Linked DNA regions of Zea mays: region 2 is linked to region 1. The links are chromatin contacts, called in public Hi-C maps. All regions are on one chromosome and are shown on one strand. The core of a region is the stretch at or near the end of the contact, and the rest is flanking DNA. Distances in the headings are between cores, read along the strand shown.

Region 1 (5,083 bases), core at 1,778-4,277:
AAGTTGAGCATATCAGAACCCAACATATGCTAGTGGATTCGCTCACAAAAAAGCCTTCCACCCAACATATTTAAAAAGCACATAACCGACATGGGATTAATGGAGAGCCTATGATTCTAGATCAATAGGATATATAAGCAACCTTAGAAAAGATTTTTTATTCTGAAGCATGGGGGCATGTTATAGTCAATGAGTTTAGTAAAACTTAATTATTCACCATCACCCATCATTCTTGATGTGTGAATTTGTCAAAAGGTGGAACCTATAAAAGTTAAAGAATAAGAAAAGTAGATAACAAATGGGAGATTGTTAGTGTTGTTCTCTGGATCAGTCAAGATGATCGAGTTAGAGTTTATCCAACCCCCTCGCACAATTTTCATGCGCCTTGATCAGGGTCACAAGCCATTTTCATGGTTGTGCCCTCGGTCACAGGAACACAATATGAAAGGAAGCTAAGGACCAACACAAACACCAACGTGTTCCATGCCCACAAACCTTAGCCACCACTTTTACTCGGGGGTCTAGATCTACCTAGCGTTCATAGTGATTATAAGGGTTGTCACTGATGGCATCCATGGAACCTGCCCACCCCATGGGGCCAGGCATCGAGGAGCCCCTCCTTCATCGACAAGACAACACCAGAGGAGGACCACAGAGAGGCGGTGCATCAACGATGGACACCACCACAATGACCATTCTAATAAATTAGACATTTCCATATTAAATTCCAAATTTAAATCATGAACATCAGTAAAGAAAGTAGCATGCAATTCTCTAACAGATTGTTAAGCGATACACCTAACACATCCATAACAACAGATTAACTGAAGTATGATATTACAACATTCTATTTGAACATACTGAATGAATGCGCTAAAGTGGCAAGAACAATGTCAGCGGCAGTCATCGGGCGAACATATGAAGACGCTTCCTAAAAACCTTATTCACCCTCTCCTAGTAGTGGATTCGAGGGCGATGGGTTATGGAGACTTGCTCTCCCAATTGCTGATGCACGCTGGTGCTCGAGATGAAGACCATAACAACGCAACAACAACTAGAGACAAAACCTAACTCATGTATAGCATATCTTTCGCGATGGTTGTTAGGCACAATTCATAAGCGTCAAGGATGACGTCAGCAACAGTCATCGAGAAGGACGCGAGCAGTCTCGCACCTTCTCCAAGTGCAGGATCTAAAGGGGCGATTGGTTCTCGAGACTTGTTCTTTCGATTGCAGATGCATGTCGGCGCTTGGGGTGAAAAAGACCATGACGACGACGCAAGAACAAGCAAAGGCAAAACCTAACTCGTGTATAGCATATTTTTGGCGACGATTGTTCATAATAATTTGTAGAGTCACCTCCACGTCTTTCGATCTGATAAGGACCCATGTCAGATTTGATCGTGATTCGATAAAAACTGATCGTGATCTGATAAGGATTCATGTCACGATCTAACCGTGATCCGATAAAGACTATAACTTAACAACAAAGTATCGACAAATAAAAATAAAAATAGCAAAAAGGTAGTCATGTCCACGCAAGGCGAGGGACCGAATTTCGGTGGACCATTCACGTTGCGCACTCGTGCCAGGCCAGGCATGGCGAGCGAGAGCATGCAGGTGTAGTACTCCGTCCTCTCTCCCCTCATTCATGATTTGGTGAGAGAGAAACACCACCACATATAAACTAGTCTAACTCTACTTAAACTATCAATATGGGACCATTTCCTTATCATATATAGGTCTTTGAGATTTTATAGGATTTAATTAATTTTTTCTATAGGGCTACGCCCACAAAATCCAAAGGACCAACATCGCCATCTCCCTAGGATAGGAGATCATTCCTTTTAATCCCTCGGATTAGGCTTTAGGACTCATATCGTCATCGAGGTAGTCTCGGATTAGTAAACTACGGACTTAGGATGATCAAGAGGTCTAAGTTTTATATCAGTCTCCAATATATCATTATAAACCTATTCTACCTTGAATTTACATAAGATTTCGTTATAGACTTTAGAGGGTGTTTGGCATAACGCATAACTTCAGAGCAACTCCAATAGTTCTTAAAAAAGAGTTTGTTAAAATCATGTTTAGCAAGTTGCTAAATAGCTATTGGAAGTAAAAAATAACTTAGTCTCCAATAGTTGCTCATATTTAGGAAGTATTTTGAATCTAGCTTTGGCAGCCCTGCCTCCCATGATATCTGGCTGACAATAAGGTTGAGAGCAGAGGATGTCGAGGACGGAAGAGAAAAGGCCGGTCGACATTAACTATGGAGGAGTGATGGTCCGGTGGCGCAACCTATGAGGAAGTTGGGTTCGACGGTAAAGGAGAAACGTGTGTCACACGTGTTTGACCTAGCTACCTCACTATGCTAGAAAGTGGGAAAAAAAGTGTGCTATACCTGGCTATCTCAGTGTGTGGAAAAGGGAAAAATAATCACGCTAATGTGAATAAATTGACGCCAACTGTATTAAGGGAGTTCCTATCGAGTTGCTAAATTTGGAGAGTAAATAGAGTTTAATAGCAACTAAGTAAATTTAGCAAGTCTATTTAGAGAACCATTGGAGAAGCATTTTTCTGTTTACTTTTTATATTTAAGATTTAGAGAGTTCTTTAGGGAACTAGTGGTGTTGCTCTCAGAGCAAGATTTTATAAAGAACTAGTTAGAGTCAGCCAAACTCTCTTAAACTCCCTAAAATTTGAGAGCTAAGGTACAAATCTTTTTTTATTGCTCTGAAACAACTAAAAGTCAACTCATGAAGTTTGAAAAATATTTATCCATCACTATTACCGGTTATAAAGACAATCTAGAGTTGCTCCACCTATAACTTTATAACAAATCTGGTATGCCAAACACCCTCTAATAAATTCATTACTCCTCCACGGCAACTTCAATCTCCCGCTGCAATATCCACCGCAACAGAGAAGAGGAGTCGACACGGTTTGTGGTTTTGTGCCGTCACATTAATGCTATTCGTGGGCCCAGATGCAGACCTGACAGCCTGTGCCACTGCTCAACCGCTCGGCGTTCTATGAATAAACGACCACGCGCTTCTCTCCGCTCTTCCCTCCCCATTATTACTGGAACAAAAAGAAAAAAAACACGAGAAAAATCAAATCAGGAGACGGGGATTCCAGAGAGCCCCGTTCGGGTAGGGAAGGGAAGGAGAGGCGAAGCGGAGGCGAGATGGGGGCGGCCGAATCCGTGCCGGAGACCTCCATACACGAATTCACCGTCAAGGTGCGGCGATCCCCATCCCGAGATCACGCTCCTGCGTGGTCCTGTTTGTATTTTTAGTTTCTTTTTCTGATTTTTTTTCGCAAAAAGATAATTTTGGGGTTTATTCGTGGAGCAGGATTGCAACGGCAAGGAAGTGAGCCTGGAAACCTACAAGGGGAAGGTCCTCCTTGTTGTTAACGTCGCCTCCAAATGGTACGCTATCTTTCCCTGACAGTTGGAAGAATTTGTTCTTGGTATTCTCGTGGTTCGGGAGATGCTGAGACAGTTTTGATGTTCTCGATGCCGTCAGTGGGTTCACGGAGACCAATTACACGCAGCTGACGGAGCTTTATCAGAAGTACAGGGACAAAGGTCTGTTCTTTGCCTGATGTGGTTCTTGATCTGTTGTTGCGCCTGAAATGTGAATCTCTCTGGAAGTTGGTGCGTAGAAGTGGGTAATTGGAGTAGTGCACGTTGATGCTTGTTGGAACAGTGGTTCTTGTCTTCTGTTTGAAGTGGAATGGCAAAAAATCACGAAAAATATTCTCCTGAAAAAAGTGTGCGAGTAGTCTTGCCCAAGGGAGATTTTACATTGCTTGCCACACAGCATTCATACCAAAAGCTTTGTTTACCTGTAGCTCATTTCTTCAACTATTTTCAGACATGCATGTGTTTTATGCAGCTTAGATTAGATAGGCAGCTGGTGAAGTGCGCATACAATTTCATTGCATTCGCTTATCAAATCTGAATGATCTCCCGTTTTCTGGAGTGCTTGGATAGTAGTTCTAACTTGCAGATACCTTTTGAGGATCAGCGAAGGGTTCTGAAAGGAGCCTGTGAGAACCCTGTTTCCCAAAGAAGATGGTTTGTTTCCTTGAGGATTGTTTTCCCAAATTTCTTCGACAACTAAAATTAGCTTCCACCTAACATTTTCTGGCTCTCAGCCAACATTGCACTGTTTGGTGAAATTAAATAAAAATTGTATGACTGTTTGGCGAAATTAAATCAAAACTGTATGGAGTTTAAATGACGCTAGAATGATAATGTTTTTCTTGCTACTAAGGCCGTCTGCAGTAGTCTATCCATAGTTTACCCAAAAACATTGTTTTGCACTGTAGACTGTATTGTTCGCAGAGTGGAGTTTAAATATAGGTATGGGGATGTGTAAGCTACTTGAGATAGTCTAAGGCATCAAGTACTGTACCCACTTACACTTGCAGCAAATTTGCTCTGTTGTGAATTCAGTATATGGCTATCAAACAATCCCATTGTCTTTTGCAACTATGCCTGTGTGTACTTTGATTCAGTCTGCGCTTGATATTCCATTGAAATGGTTTTATTCTCTAGATCTAACAGAAACTGATTTTACTTCCAATCTTGCTAGACTTCGAGATATTGGCATTCCCTTGCAATCAGTTCTTGCGACAGGAGCCAGGTACTGATCAGCAGATACAAGACTTTGCTTGCACCAGATTTAAAGCTGAATACCCAGTTTTTCAGAAGGTGAGAACTGTTTACCAGACTTGCTAGCTTGCTAGGGAACTTTTGGTCCTTTTTCTTAGATAAGGTACTCTGAACAGTAGTCTCGTTTACCTGGCAGCTAGAATAATATTGGATATTACTTACGCTAATTTCTAGAAGATGCAAAGATCGCATGGCAGAATACATCAATTTGGAAACTAACAACATGTGGTAGAAATACCCTTAGTCCTATAACTCGACGATGCGTTGTTATATTGGTTTTTAGTTGGCCACAATCAGACAAGTTGCAGAAGCGTGTTTAAAGACGCAATCTGCATCTGCATCTCACCATCTAAAAAGTACGATTAATCAGCCATGGTGAGAATTTGCTGGCACGCG
Region 2 (5,348 bases), core at 197-2,696, 230 kb before region 1:
GGGTCCTCCCAGCAGCCCGGGTCGCGGCCGATGGAGAAGATGTTGAAGAAGACGGAGGTCTTGGGCGGGATGACGTAGCCGCGGACGTGGACCGGCTCGATGGTCTCCCGCTGAGCGAACACCGCGGGGGGCTGCAGCCGCAGCGTCTCCTTGAAGACGGCCTGCAGGTAGGGAAGGCGCGGGACGTCCTGCTCCCCGACCAGGCGCGACGCGCCCACCACGGCGTCCAGCTCCGCGCGCAGCTTGTCCATGCAGGCCGGGTGGTTGATGAGCAGCGCCAGCATCCACTCCACGCTGGTGGCGGTGGTGTCGGAGCCGGCCGTGAAGATGTCGAGGACGAACGCCTTGATGTTCTCCCTGGTGAGCCTGACCTCGGCGTTGGCGTCCTCCGCCGCGTCCATGAGGATGTCCAGCAGGTCCTTGGTGCCGCCGCCGGTGTCGGTGGTGGCGTGGCGACGACGGCGACTCTCCTCCTTGCCCGTGATCATGATCTCCAGCAGCGCGTCGAACTTGTCACGCACCTCGCGCGTCCTCCGCGTGAGCCCCTGCAGGTCCCAGCCGCGGCAGAGGCCGACGTAGTCCTCGACGTTGAAGGCCCCCACGAGCTCGGCGACGTGCTTGGCGCAGTCCCTGGCCGCCTCCGTCATGTGGCCCGGCAGCGCGCTGGCCACCATGCGCATGATGGCGTTGTTGGACATGCTGATGAGGTGGCGGCTGACGTCGATGGGCTCCCGAGCGGCGGCCGCCTGGCGCGCCGCCTCCAGCACGGCCGCCAGCTCGGCCTCCCGCACGGGGCGCAGCTGGTCCACGGTCCGCGGGCCCAGCAGCTCCGACATGCAGAGGCGCTTCATGAAGCGCCAGTGCGGGCCGTAGGGCGCGAAGGCGAAGCCGGCGTCGTCGTAGGCGAGGTGGCGCGTGACGGCCGTGAGCGGCCGCTCCGGGATGCTGGCCTCGTGCTTGAGGAGGTCCCGCGCGGCGTCCGCGGTGCCCGCGACGACGCAGTGCGTGGAGGGCCCGAGGCGGAGGTAGACGAGCGGCCCGTAGCGTGCCAGGATGCGGTCGAAGGCCCTGTGCGGCGGCGGGCGGATGAGGTGCAGGTGTCCGATCAGCGGGAGGGCCATCGGGCTCGGGGGCAGCCTGCTGTTGCGGTTGCTCCATGTGGAGAAGACGAGGGTGGAGAGCGCCACGAGGAGCAGCACGGCGGGCAGCAGGGCCAGGCCGCCACTGGCAGCAGCAGCATCAGCTTCCATATCTGCCCTCGTCTCGTACGGTGTGGCGGGGGGTTATATTTCGAGGCGTGGTTGGACTCTGCATAATAGTAGTACTTTGCTATGTATAGAACACAAGAGGGGCAGTGATGGAGAGAGGGCCAGCCAAAAGCCAGGAGCGACGGGGAGGAACGCAGGCCGCCCGTGGCACCTACCTCTCTGTGTGCCACTGCCACTGCCATCACGGAGCGGTTGATCTCTTTCTCGTGCCGAACATAAACAAAAGACCCGATTTGACCTCAAAAAGGTTAGGTACGGTATGCGGCCCCGATTGCATTCCGCGACCATAAACTACTCCATTCATTTTAACTTATGCTTTTTTTAATAATTTATTTTTTTACAATGTATATAATTTAGATACATATTATATTTTAATACACAGTAAAATAATATAGCTAGAAAAAATAATCAAACCCTTTTATATTTTAGAACAAAGAAAATCAAAAATCGGTATATAACATTGTAATATTGTAGCAATTAGATTACCCTCACCAACACAACAGGATTTAAGTCACAACTAACGGGGAAAAAACTCGAACCGTGAATATAGATTACACATACTTTTTAAATATTTTTTGTCACGTTCCTGTTCCTGAAAAAAGTAGAACGCCCTACAAATTCAAAAATCAAATAATTATCCGTTAACTCAGTCATTTTTGCACTTGTCTATTTTCACTGTATTATCACCAGTTTAAACTTTGCAAAACCTACTCAACCAAATTATCCCACGCTCATTCCTTCGTTAAAATCTGCCAACCAAATTGCACCAGACCTAACACATCGTCAAAATCAAATCGCCACATAACACACTCTTTCTTACTCACTCAATTCTAATAGACAATATTATTTGAATCATTCATCATCATTCTCCACGTCCCCGCCACCAACCCCTCCCCTCGCGCCGTCGACGCCGTCGTCGACCCCTTCTCTCTTCTTAGGATCCTAACGTTAACACAATCTATAAGATTATATTATAACTCATATGATCATCTCAATGTTCCAAAAAATCATCCCCGCCCACCACCACCGCCACCATGAATGGTCCATAAGCGGTATGGCAATAAAGTGGGCAATTATTGCATCACAACTCGTTGAGAAGGAAGAGATCAACCATAGCGAGATAAAAGTCTTGTTAGTTACTCCCTGGGTTCCAAGATATTTTGGCTATTTTAAGTATGTTACTTTTTATATATTTAAAAATACACTATGTATACACATATAATACAAACAATATATTAAAACCAAAATATCTTAATATTTAAACACAAAAAAATAACGGTAACCATGCTACTGCAAAAATAGTAGGGATACAATGGGGGGTTGTAATGAGGATGGAGCAAACACCCACTCATGTTGATATCCAACATAAGTCACACTCACACCTATAATACTTAACGGATAGATTTTTACCTACTGGGTGATCAACAAGTGCAAATACTTAAACAATATAAATAAGATATTTAAAAACAAAAATATATTAATATTTAAAACAGAAAAATGTGATCATGCTAATGCCAAAATAGTAGGGATGCAAAGGTAGGATGTAATGCGGGTGGAGCAAACACTCACTCATTGATATCCAATATATTAAGTCGCGCACGCATCCATAATACTTAACGAGCATATTTATGCCCGCACTCATACATCAATATGACCTACCTTAATTTACCTCTACAAAATGCATGGTAGTCACAACAACATGATAGTCAAAACAACCTTATGTTGTCACTAATCATCAAAACAAATACACCACTAAGATATACTTGCATCCTCTTCTCAAATACTCCCTCTATCCCACAAAGAATCTCGTTTGACTTTTTTTATATGAAGTTTGACTGACTTATCTTATTCAAAACAATCATAATTATCATTTATTTTCATTCTGATTTAGTTTATTATATAATTTACTTTAACTATGAACTGAATGTTTCTATGTTTTCATAAATATTTCAAATAAGATGAGCAGGTCAAATTTGTTTGGCGTTGTCAAACAAGTCAAACGACATCCTTTGTGGGATGGAGTGAGTAGCCGCTAAAATGAAGCTCGACAACTCCACTGGAATGAATGGGACAACAAACATCCCAGAGAACACCAGAATTATTTGAAAACGTCATTATATGATTCATCAGCGACGGCTACTAATCTAGGATTCCGACTGATCCAGAAAATTCTAGCGCAATGTGTAGTACTTGTTTCGTTCTTTTTTATTTATCACGTTTTAGTTTAAAAATAACTAACGGACGACAAATAAAATATTCGAGAATAGATGTAAGTATAGCATATGGCCTATGCTTGGCGAGGCCACTGGCGACCAACGAGCATGGCAAACAGGTTGATCAGCGGCGACCACCTGCTGGGGTTGCCCATCTGTGTAGTAGAAGCTATCGTATGAGAACCAAACTGGCATATTCCCGACAAAAAGAGTTGCATCTGTAGAAGCTATATCGTGTGAGGTACAGCAGGACGCATATTAGTGTGCCCATCTGTATGTAGAAGCTAGCATTGTGAAACGGATAGATCCAAGGCCATGAATGCCCATTACGAAATGGCGGGAGTATATATCAAAACAAAAGTCTCGACCATGTTTGACCCCACTCGTCTGTCACTTGGACACCAAAGGTTCCTGTTCACAAAAGACACTAGCTCCAGCAATCTTCTACTCTCCCAGTTTCCTTCTAGAACTTAAACTTCCAGAACACTGACGAGTGAGAGTCATCTACAGCGTAGCGCAAAGCATCGTTGTGACGGTCCAGATGACCACATCTCCCAATTTCTTCTCTCAGCGACGCCAACAATTCACTGTAACGTGATTGCTTTTTCTGAAGCACTCGAAGGTACGCTGACAGGCCAAGCCACATGGTTTCCTTTCGCCTAAGCTTCAGAACTGGGCGCACGTCGTATTGCAGTTCCGCTTCGTGCATCCGTTTGGCGACGAGGCTATGCATATATCTGTTTCACCAGAAATATGGAAGTCACAACTGGCAATACATTTTGACTGAATCTTTGTTAGCTAATACAGTCAGTGAATAAGAAAATATAGCACCATTTACACATCGCTATAAATAACTGAAGATAATTTGGTACCTGAACGTTCTCTTAATTATATGCAGTAGCTCCGGTTTCATGATACCGGGATCAGGCATGCTCCGGAAATAACAGTGAAACTTCATTGCGCATAAGAGGAAATTTTGATATATGTTCAGTCTTACTGTGCCTGGTGAGTTGATCACAGAATCAAAGAAAATGGGATGACACTTCGGACGCATGTAATGACACAGCTTGCTCTCAAGGTACTTCGCTGAAGAATGCATCTTAGCAGTGATGGTGGAGGAAATATGGATGTCCAGATACCTGTTTAAAATGCACCCCGTTACTTCCACGACACTGTTTTGGCAGACAAAACTAAGTTCTCTGATACTTTGTCAAAGAGAGCAAAAATGGCCAGGAACAAAATTAGGTAGTAAGACATATAATTATTCCCTCTGTCCATGAATAAATAGATTACTAGCATAAAAAATCACAATAAAGGAATGCCAAGATTTCAACACCAAATATGGCAAAAACCAAACTGTTTTAAGTTGATATTGATTAGAAAGAAAAAAAAACAGTAGTCCACAACTACCCAGTGAGTATCTTGACACAAACTAGATGGAGCAGTAAAGTTCATCTCCATATCTCATTATTAATGTATTGAATTCACCAACTAAACCTAATACCGATAGGCATACCTTGTATAATCAGCTTGAATTTCCAAAGTTTCACAATTTATAAGCAAGCCACTCCATGGTATGAAAGAGAATCCATCATCACCCTTGTAGATCCTATTACTACAATGTTCACTGTTTGCAACCTCGAAGTTGAAACCATATTTGCTGTCATTCATGTAGCAGTTGTAGTTGACAAACCCTCTTCTCATCCTATTGAAGAAATTTAGAGCTTGCTCCTTGGAGAAAGATATGAATATGAAATCGTCAATGAACCTCATTAATAAACTTCTAGGTGTTAAAACATCCTTTTCTGAATCAATCTTGTTATCATGAAGAGATTTCAATAGCTCAGAATTTTCAAGGTGACCAAAG

What was found. Hi-C and Micro-C count contacts between places; a contact is called where the count stands out from the background.
Region 2: a Hi-C map of leaf shows a contact between it and region 1, with 5 times the contacts expected there. The contact joins the promoter of LOC103639121 here to the promoter of LOC100283257 in region 1.

Annotation. Positions count from the first base shown.
Region 1 is chr9:133,994,094-133,999,176 of Zm-B73-REFERENCE-NAM-5.0, reverse strand. LOC100283257 reads left to right here and starts at 3,027. Exons shown (of 6, transcript NM_001156159.2): 1 at 3,027-3,244; 2 at 3,360-3,436; 3 at 3,534-3,595; 4 at 4,608-4,726. The coding sequence starts at 3,191.
Region 2 is chr9:134,225,947-134,231,294 of Zm-B73-REFERENCE-NAM-5.0, reverse strand. LOC103639121 (cytochrome P450 93G2) reads right to left here and starts at 1,446. Exons shown (of 1, transcript XM_008661918.2): 1 at 1-1,446. The coding sequence starts at 1,250. LOC732781 (telomerase reverse transcriptase catalytic subunit) reads right to left here. Exons shown (of 12, transcript NM_001112400.1): 10 at 4,998-5,348; 11 at 4,354-4,620; 12 at 3,945-4,218. The coding sequence ends at 3,945.